2 separate regions of the Mus musculus genome follow, and region 2 is linked to region 1. The links are chromatin contacts, called in public Hi-C maps. All regions are on one chromosome and are shown on one strand. The core of a region is the stretch at or near the end of the contact, and the rest is flanking DNA. Distances in the headings are between cores, read along the strand shown. Region 1 holds the start of Chmp7 (charged multivesicular body protein 7). Region 2 overlaps Pebp4 (phosphatidylethanolamine binding protein 4).

The links. A called contact is a pair of places that touch in the nucleus more often than the background predicts.
Region 2: a contact with region 1 is called in a Hi-C map of the CH12 cell line, with 2.9 times the contacts expected there. The contact joins the enhancer-like site here to the promoter of Chmp7 in region 1. A contact is called at or near these places in 21 of 39 promoter capture datasets (the 3T3-L1 cell line, 3T3-L1-derived adipocytes, the C10 cell line and 14 more), 3 of 15 datasets of contacts at CTCF or cohesin (the NIH/3T3 cell line, large pre-B cells and pro-B cells), 54 of 484 Hi-C or Micro-C datasets (the 3T3-L1 cell line, the AML12 cell line, B cells and 37 more), 6 of 115 datasets of contacts at active chromatin or transcription factors (the 230-238 cell line, embryonic stem cells, large pre-B cells and 2 more) and 3 of 9 other capture datasets (adipose tissue, liver and pancreatic islet).

Annotation. Positions count from the first base shown.
Region 1 is chr14:69,731,085-69,735,958 of GRCm38.p6, forward strand. It overlaps Chmp7 (charged multivesicular body protein 7), which reads right to left and starts at 1,486. Exons shown (of 10, transcript NM_134078.4): 1 at 1,107-1,486. The coding sequence starts at 1,405. It overlaps 4930480K23Rik (RIKEN cDNA 4930480K23 gene), which reads left to right and starts at 1,750. Exons shown (of 3, transcript NR_130157.1): 1 at 1,750-2,584.
Region 2 is chr14:69,850,611-69,854,954 of GRCm38.p6, forward strand. It overlaps Pebp4 (phosphatidylethanolamine binding protein 4), which reads left to right. Exons shown (of 7, transcript NM_028560.4): 3 at 1,018-1,144. Among named protein-coding and RNA genes, the nearest start is that of Pebp4, 12 kb to the left of the region's middle. Within about 2 kb of position 2,156, at least 24 of the 459 cell types and tissues checked have an H3K27ac peak or open chromatin away from gene starts, as enhancers often do. A contact at or near this core is called in the CH12 cell line, the HL-1 cell line and stem cell-derived neural stem cells, where this site is marked.

The sequences.
Region 1 (4,874 bases), core at 236-2,735:
CAAGGTGTTAAAGGTCTCTGGATTTGGACAGGCTCCACGACTGTCCTGTATCAGGAGGCCCATTTTGGTTTTGTCCCTTGCTGACTTAACTGTTTTCCACCTTGGGCATCTGGTAAAACATTTTTCAAAGGACAGTTTCTCAGAGGAGAATTTCAGGACGGTTTCTTAGGTCAAGGTCGGGCAATGAAAGGTACTGGGAACAGAAGTCAAGAAGGGCGACCATTTAATGAGAAAGCATTATCCTAAAACAAACGCAGACCCTTGGCTTTCTCTTTGTTCATAGAAAGAGACACGGTGCTGGGCTGAGCTGGGCTGGGCATAACATGTACAGTGTGAAATACAAATGATTTCGAATTCAAAGGAAGGATCCAGCCCTGGGGTTACTCTAGCTGTGTAACCTGGAATAGGTTAATCTCTCTGAGACTGTTTATTTTTAATAAAGATAACTGCATTATCTTGCCCTGGACTATTAAAAAAGCCAGAGAGTGGAGTTTGACAGTATCTGAAACCATGAAGTACCAGTCATCTATCAGATATGCCACCTCTTCAAGCACAACCTGAACACTGTATCTATCACACACATTTATCACATAAAGCTCTTTCAGAGGCCCCCAGCTACACAGTTAAACTCTCCTCTCTGGTCTAAATAATCTCCGTCCCGGACATACCAGGAAAGGCTACTTGTACGACCTGTACCAGAGTTCTCTTGTCAAGATGTCTAGAATCCCATGAGTACTCTCTCCTTAGCTCTGTTCTCTCTTAGTTCAAAGTACCCACCGCAGAGATCTGCTGTAAAAGTAATTCAAGTCTGGAGGTCCTGTGGAAATAACTGCATAACAGGATCCCAGTTCAAGTGTCCCGCTGACACCTCTGCAAAGATGGGTCTCTTCTGGACCATTCTGCCTATCCCCAGTCACTCCAACCATCCCAGCCCCTCTTTCTCTCTGAGTCCAGACATCCATCCGTGGAGCAGCCTCCTCGTCCCCCTCCTCCTCCTCCACCCACTGAACAAACCCTGGACGCGGAGTCTGGGCTGTCAAGGGGCAGGTCTGATGTCAGCCCTGGGGAGCCGCCCCCCGCCTGGCCCTCTCGGCCTCGGTCCTCACCGCAGCAGGTCCTGCAGCACCGTAGCCAGCCCCAGCGGGACACTGCCCTTGCGCTGGAAGGCCTCCTGCAAGTCCCGCAGTCGCAGGCGCACCACCCCTTGGCGGCGGCTGTGGCTCAGCACCAACGGAGCCCAGAAGCCCATCTTGCTGTCCCAGTCGGTGCTGTTCACCTCGCGACTCCTCTTAAAGGCGGAGAACAGAAAAGACATGCGCTCCTCATCCTCCTCCCACTCGGGCGGCAGGAGGCCCGCCGGGTCTCCCCCGGTCGGGGCCTGGGCCTCCCGCTCCGGGGACCACATCGGAACCCCAGCCCCGCCAAGGAACCGAACACAAGCCTGGCCCGGGTCCCCTTCCGCCCCAGGTCCCTCTCGGCTTCCGTCGTTCCTTCACGCCCTCCTCCTCAGCCATCACGTCACCACCGCCGCCTGTGCGATAAAAGTCCCGCAAGTCTTCAGGGCGCAGGCGTGGCGCGGCATTCATTTGGCCGGGAGGGAGGGAGGAGGGCGTTCTCGCCCGAGAGAGGCAGAACGCAGGCGCCGGACCTTCTCTCCGTGGCCTTTGTGCGACGGGAAGGCTTTTGCGCGTGCGCCACAACCATAGAGTTTGGCGAGGCGTACTAGAGGGGCTACCTATTGCACCTCCCGGGTGGTTCGGGCTTAAGGTTAGCCAGGCTGAGGCTATGGGAGCTGCAGGTGGATACACAACCTTGGATCTGGTGTAGCTCTCCTTAGCCCAGAGACTTTTAAGTTAAACAAACGCCCAAGATACCTTTCTTTCACTAGAATATCAGCCGATTAACAAAAATGGTCCCAAAGCTCCGTGACACTGGACCCATTTTTAGGGCTAGAGATAGTCTTCTTAATCACTTTCTTCCCGCTCTTTAGCTCTGGGATGTCCTTTTTCTCCTGAAAATTCATATTCTGCCAGGTCCTTTAAAAAAAAAAATCGTTCCAACTCTCATCTGAAGCTCCGGCTGCCTTGGCTGCCAGTTTAGCATTTGTCTCTGACCTTTCTGCTTCCTCGAAGGAGAGGGCAGACAGCGATGCAAGTGTCTTGCAATGACAGCGCTACTGCAGAAAATACTTTATGGACTGAGAGGTACTTAAACCTTACCCTCTAGTTACTTTTCCGTCTTGAAGAGTCTTACAAAATTTGTTCAGTGTTGAGAATAAATTGTGGTGGTGGTAGTTATAGCCGGACCGTTCAAAAAGAGACTAGGACGAGCTGTTTTTTAATTTGAAATTTGCACAGACCCGGCCGAGGGCACGCACTCACTACAAGTCTAGAGAGACTGCCCCGACCGTTAAAGACAGGTTTATAAAGGGGAAAACTACTGGTTCCATACTTCCATTAACGTGGTCGCTGTTGGCAAGCATGACAGGATATGAACTTTTAACAAAAATGAGGTATAGCACCATGGCTTCTCTGCTTGATCGAGGAGCAGAAAACCTTCAGGTTACAGAAGCAGGACGATGCAGGTTAGTAATAGTTCCCATAAATACCGTGTATTTATGTTTTGCTTACTTGTGTGCAACTGCACCGCGTACGTCCAATGCCCACAGAGACCAGAAGAGGGTGTTGGATCCCCTGGAATTGTAGAATTGTAGTTTTAGTTGAGCTCTGCCCTGCAGACGACGGTAACTACAGATCCAGCCTGGAAATATGCTGATTTTTAAAAGACTTATCAAGCAAGCAAACAAACAATCTAAAAGGTGAAAGGAACTGTTGGTGTAAACGTTAAAAATTAAAGCGAAAGTTTGTTTCGACTTAGGAAAAAGTAATTTCTGTTAAATAGTCGCCTTTATAAACTGGTATTTCCAGTTTGAGGGAAATGTGATGAGTTTCGGGCTTCAGAGTAGTTGAAACAGTGTTAAGGTGAATTTTCATGAGCATTGAGTTTCATTGAATTTTAATAAGCATTTTGAAGGAGGAAATGGAGTGTTTAGTTATATGATGTGTGTACTAATTGCTATCTATGTGCTATATTCCTCAAAGTGTGTTCAAAATATCTCACTTAGCGGCCTTTTTTCAAATACTTTCGCTATAGTTCTCATAGTTTGTAAGGTAGCCTTTCCCACTTTACCTGCTTTTACAGAAGAGGAAGGTGAATCAGGTGGAAAGGAGCAGAGGAGAGCCAGAGAGGGGAGAGAGAGGGAGGAGAGAAGTGGAGAGGAGAAAGAGGTGCAGAGAGGGACGGAAAGGTGGGGCAAGAGAGGGAGGGAGGAGGCAGAGAGCAGAATTCCAAATATCAAATCTAGTGAAACAAATCTGTACTGTGCTACCCGTTAGGCCCAGTAAAACTAGGTCTTCTCCGCCCAGCGAAGGATTCCACCTTTTACAGGCGAGCAAATTGCTTTATCTGGGTCTGCTTGCATCTGAAAATCCACTCCATTTCACCCTTCCAGGCGGCAGGCAAGGTTGGCTTTCACCTTCTGGAGGCTGAAAGGATAACTGGGAACAGAATCAGTGAAGCCAGGGACTATGGGTACAAGTCTCCCAAAACTGACCTTACCTTTAAGATATGAGTCTGCCACAGGTATGCGAGGAATGGTGGGAATCTTTATTCTGAGATTGAAGAACCCAGTTTCACTCTACTGTGAAGGAGATATTTGTTTGCTGATGTTATAGGCATTAGATATGGGCATTAGATACCCATTCCAGCTATTAACATCCCTGAGGTCTCACACATTTCCCTCTGCTCTAACGAGGCTCCAGGTCATTCTCCCACTTGCCAGGAGTCCTCTTCATTTCCATACAAATATGCAAGCACCACCCCACCAGTCTTGTCCACTTATTTCTAACAACAGTCCCTAAGCCTGGGATTCACAGCCTTTGGGGTTAGCCAAATGAAACAAATGAGAAGTAAACCCTTCACGTCTGTGGAGTTTATGGAGGCCCCAGGCTTGTTGCCGTCCTCCTCAGGTGCCAGCATAGAATTCTGGAAGCTTTCCTACCCTTGATTTTTTTCCTATCATCTCCTCTTCTTGCTCCATGTTTCTCTTTTCATAACCCTGCATACCTCTTCACTGCGTATTAAGTGCCACACCACTCTCTAAATCTCTGATGATGTGTGTCTCTCTGGATAGCTTATGTGCCTTTGCTAACATGGACTGTGATCTTAATCATATTTGTTTCTAGCAGAGTGCTAGGCACATCCTAGGGACCGTTTGTGGAATGGATAGATGGATGAATTTAATTAAACATTTAGCTTAAAAATCTATGAAAACCTATGATTTATAACATAAGAATATTTACTTAGGTATAATGTTTATATTAGGTATTATATTAGGTAAAATACAACAATTGTATTTTTATTTACATGAATATATTATTTGTTTCTTAGCCATTTTGAGTACAAAAGCTTCTAAATTAAATTGCCTTGGACAGTTAGAAAAAGCCTGGAAGAAACTGTCTTGTTTCTTTGTTACTGTGTCCAAACCATTATCACTGTCCACCCATTCGTGACCATGACTTTCTAGAGCAACACAGCAGCCATTGGGGAAGCTGGCTGTCCAGTTTACCCACTTAAAATCTTGGTATGGAAGCCGGGCGGTGGTGGCACACGCCTTTAATCCCAGCACTTGGGAGGCAGAGACAGGCAGATTTCTGAGTTTGAGGCCAGCCTGGGCTACAAAGTGAGTTCCAGGACAGCCAGGGCTATACAGAGAAACCCTGTCTTGAAAAACAAACAAACAAACAAAAATCTTGGCATGGAGGCTGGGAAGGTGACCTGGTGGGCAAAAGTGTTTGCCCCAAAAGCATGAGGAC
Region 2 (4,344 bases), core at 906-3,405, 120 kb after region 1:
GCCAAGGGACCACCTCTGAATCAGGCCCACTCACACGTTTCGTAAGCCAAACACTTAGAAGGTACACTGTCACAATTGCACAGCTCAACCCACACAGCTTCCTATATCAGCAGGTATATGAACACAAGAGACCAAGAGCAGCCTGGGCTGTATAGGAAGTCCCTGTCTCAAAAAGAAAAAAGGAAAAAAAAAATGGCAGAGAATATGGGAGTGTAGCTCAGTGATAGAGTGCTTTCCCAGTATGTACAAGACTCTGGGTACCACACATGTGTATATGCATATACACATGCATACATAGGGATATGTATGCACATACACATGCATACACATAAACACATATACACATGTATAGACACATATGTAGATATACACCCAAGTACACACATAGTATATGTGTACTTGTATATGTGTATATATTTATGTATGTGCATACAATTGCACATATACACACACACTATATATATGCATACACTTGCACACACACATTGCTTCAGTATTGGGCAAGTACAGCTCTTTGTTTACACTTCCTAAAGGGTACTACCACACAGCAATTTTGCTGTATGCATCATAAACACTACAGAAATGAGCTGACTACACAGAAAGACATGTGTGTGTGTGTGTGTGTGTGTGTGTGTGTGTGTGTGTGTGTGTGTGTGTGAATGCAGACATCATACCACTTTCTTGAGGGATTCACACATCTGAGAGTGAGTCGATCTTTGGCATACTAAGGATGACAACTCATAGCATGCTAGGCTTTGCTCTACCCACTGACCAGTGCTGTGTCCTCACACCAACCACATGAGGTAGACACTGTCCCTGTCTCAGGCAAGTAGACCCTGGGACAAAAGCATCGGGTCTCAGTCCCACAGCTCTGGGGTCACACAGCTGGTTGGTTGTCAGGTTTAGAATTTAACTCCTCTCAACTCTGCATGCTCAGTGGTGCTGGACTGCAGTAGCCTTGTGAACCCCGGGATTCGCTGAAACCCTGACATGACGTGACTGCCCCTCTCTCCGTAGGAACCTAGAAGTTTTCTACATGGAGATGGGGAACATCAGCTGTAAAATTGTTCCTAAGTGCAATCTATACAGACAGAAGATCACGGCCTGGCAGGCGCCGATAGTCAAGTTCCACACGGCTTTGGATGTGAGTGAACTGGGTTGGCTGAAGGAGAACGTGGGGCCCTGACTTGCCTTTAGTTCACTTTTCTTGGGAACTTGGAGGGCCAGGTTTGCAGGAGTCAGGCAGCTATTGCCTGGAGTGGTGGTCAACCTCCCTAATCCTAATCCTTTATATAGTTCCTCATGTGGTGGTGACTCCCAACCATAAAATTACTTTTTGTTGCTACTTCATAACTGTAATCTTTACTATAGCTATGAATCATAATGTAAACATCGGATATGCAGATGGTCTTAGGTGACCCCCGTGAAAAGGTCATTTGACAAGCCCCCAAAGGGGACGTGACCCACAGGTTGAGAACCACTGGCTTGGAGGTTGTGTCTTTCCTACGGTGGACTCATGGCTGAAAGCTCTGGATTCTTGAAGTATGCAATGTGTCCTTCTGGTGTTTGAAATCATCTAAAACAGGACACCAGAGTCTTTTGGGAACTGTGACTACTTCTTTTCCTGGAAAATAACTTTGATACCTGTTCTGGAAACTTCCTTGGGCTCGAAGGTTCAGAAAGCTTAGGGACAGACCATGCAAACGGGAAAGAGGGGAAGTTTCCGATTTCATCCTTCTGGTTGTTGTTTTCCTCTTGTTGTCTCCTGGCCCAGACAGAGCCCACAAGGCATCAGTGGCTGAGGCTGGGGTACCAGTGTCCAGAAATGACATGGCAAGTCACAAGTGTGGGTAGACAGAAGGTGCTGACCCTTCTGTGCAATAGGGCAGGAAGGGACTACAGGGTTCTTTCTCCTCCCCAGTGCGGCCCCAGAGGCCCCGTGCCACCCACCCTGATCAGGCAGATCAGACCTGGCAAAACAGGTAGCCAGGGAAGCAGCATCACCAGGGTTGCTCATGAGGGTGGGTCTGGCTTGTCTGTCTCCCTCCAAGTGCTTTCACTACTGGAGATCAAATGTGACGCCTCCCAGTTGATGCGGCTGATATACAAAGCTGTGCTGGCTTACCTGGGGTACAACTGTGACACTACACACCTTTCCAGTGGGCAGTCTTCCCTCCAGGACACTGAGCAGCAATACCCCCTCCCCCACTCTCCCTCCTCGCTGAAGACCTCAGCCAATGTCATGCCTAGGAACAGAGTCAAGAGGAACAGAGAAAGGACAGCTACTGCTGCTACACTGGGCAAGACTCCAGCCCCACCCCACTCCCACCCCGGCCCAACGTATTCTATGGAAACCCAGCATAGCCCTGTAGGGTGAGACCTTTGTCTTCACCAAAATTTATTAGTTCATCAATCCCTGGGGAGTCGCCAGCTCTGTGTTGCTATTGCTGCAGGGGCCCACTAGGTGGAGCTGTAGACTGCCAAGTTCCTGACCTCCCCTGGAGGGAGGAACTGGAGACCAGTTCTGAGTCTGGTTTCACTGAGTTTACACTGATGTCCTGGAGCATGCATGCAGAAGAGAGAAGTGTGTGTGTGTGTGTGGGGGGGGGGAGGGGTCTGCCTCGTCCAGAAATCTATTGTCTCAGCCTGCAGGTGAAGGGTAGAAGTGAGAGAAAAGAGGCTTAACGCTACCAAGGAGAATCAAGACTCACCAAGGAAGGTTTGGTGGAAGCAGAGGGCAGAAAGAAATAGGAGTTTTGTGCTAGCACAGATCTAATGCTTTCTGAAAAATGTAAGACTCAGGGGAAGGTAAAGCCAGGGGTACTGAGAAGCTTGCACTGTGTGGCACTTGATGCTGGGCCCTATTTATGCTGTGGGTCCATTCAATTCTGTCATCAGACCTGTGAACAAAGCATTTGCTTTTGTAAAGGGGTTAGTGGTAAGTACCAGGATCCTTGCTGGATGGTGTTGCTAGTGCCCAGACCAAACAATGGCTTCCATTCTCTCTGCTAGATCCCCAATGGAATGTCAGGAGCTGCTTGTGAGAAGAAGCAGGGAGAGGGGCTGCGGTCCGGGGGTGGGGTGGGGTGGGGGGGAAGCAAGGGTTGTTCTGATGTGTGTAAAGACCTAGCGGTGCTGAGCTGGGTGGTGGCAGTGCTAGGCTCAACACTAGAACCCTGGGCTCTGGAGGCCAATCACTCCCAAGGGCTCTGAGGGGGATTTGAGGGAGGGGATGCTGAAAGCAAGCTCCTCTGGTGAAGACGGAAAGGAGGGTGGGGAGGACAGAGGGACTGTCCTTAAAGAAGGTGGCAGTCTGCCGGAGCTCCCTTGAAGAGTTTCAGGGAAGAGGCAGCTGTAGCGGAACAGGTGGAGGCAGAGAGGAAGAGGTGCCATATTGGAACAAGGTACCTAGAAAGCCAGGCGTGGGTAAGAAGGGCTCGATTCTTCAGCTAGAGGAGGAAGTTATTGCCTCAGAGTCCCCAGGGTTGATGGGAAATGGTAAGAGTTGGCACACGGCTTAGCGGAAATACCACCTCATTTCCAAATTTAAGTGACCAGCGTTGCTCAACTGTCAGGGGACTTGCCCACCCCCCACCCTGCCAAGCAAGCCCTGAAGCCTTGGCAGAAGTATGGGGCAGGCCTCTGTTGCCCCATCTCGGGGGTGGGGTGGGGTGGGGGTGGGGAGTACCTGCCTTTCCATACCACTGCACAGGCTTCTCCCATCTTTGAGCTTTGCTTCCACCTCCAGGAAGCCTTCCCTGACTACTGGCTCTGAACTTTACTTTCCATTCTTGCTGATGTCTTGCTCCAAGCTCTCTAAGTATCCCTGATGTCATCAACAGAGCATTTGCACTCCTTCTGTCGCTCATTCATATCTTGTAGCACAGCGACCACCTTGTAAACACTGAATCGCTTGCGGTCCCCCATTGGCACGGCAGACCCCTGTGCTGGCTGGCTGGGTAAGAAGGGAGTGATTGACGAGAGCGGATGGACGCAGATGGGCAGATGGACGGATCAATCAATGAATGGTGAATAGGTGAATGGACAGATGGATAGATGAATGGGTAGATAAATGGATGGGAAGCCAAATGGATAAGTGGGTGGATAAATGGATGGATGGAGATGTAAGTGTATGGATAGATATATAGATGGACAGAGAGTTGAGTAAGTAGAAGGATGGATGGATGGATGGATGGATGGATGGATGGATGGGTGTGTGGAAGAATGGATTGGCGAGTGAGTGGGTGGATAGATGGATGGATGAATGAAAACAAATGGCATGCAGAAAAACGTTTCCTGGTGCCTAAGCTACGAACAGTAAGCCCCGCTGCTCACCCATTAAGC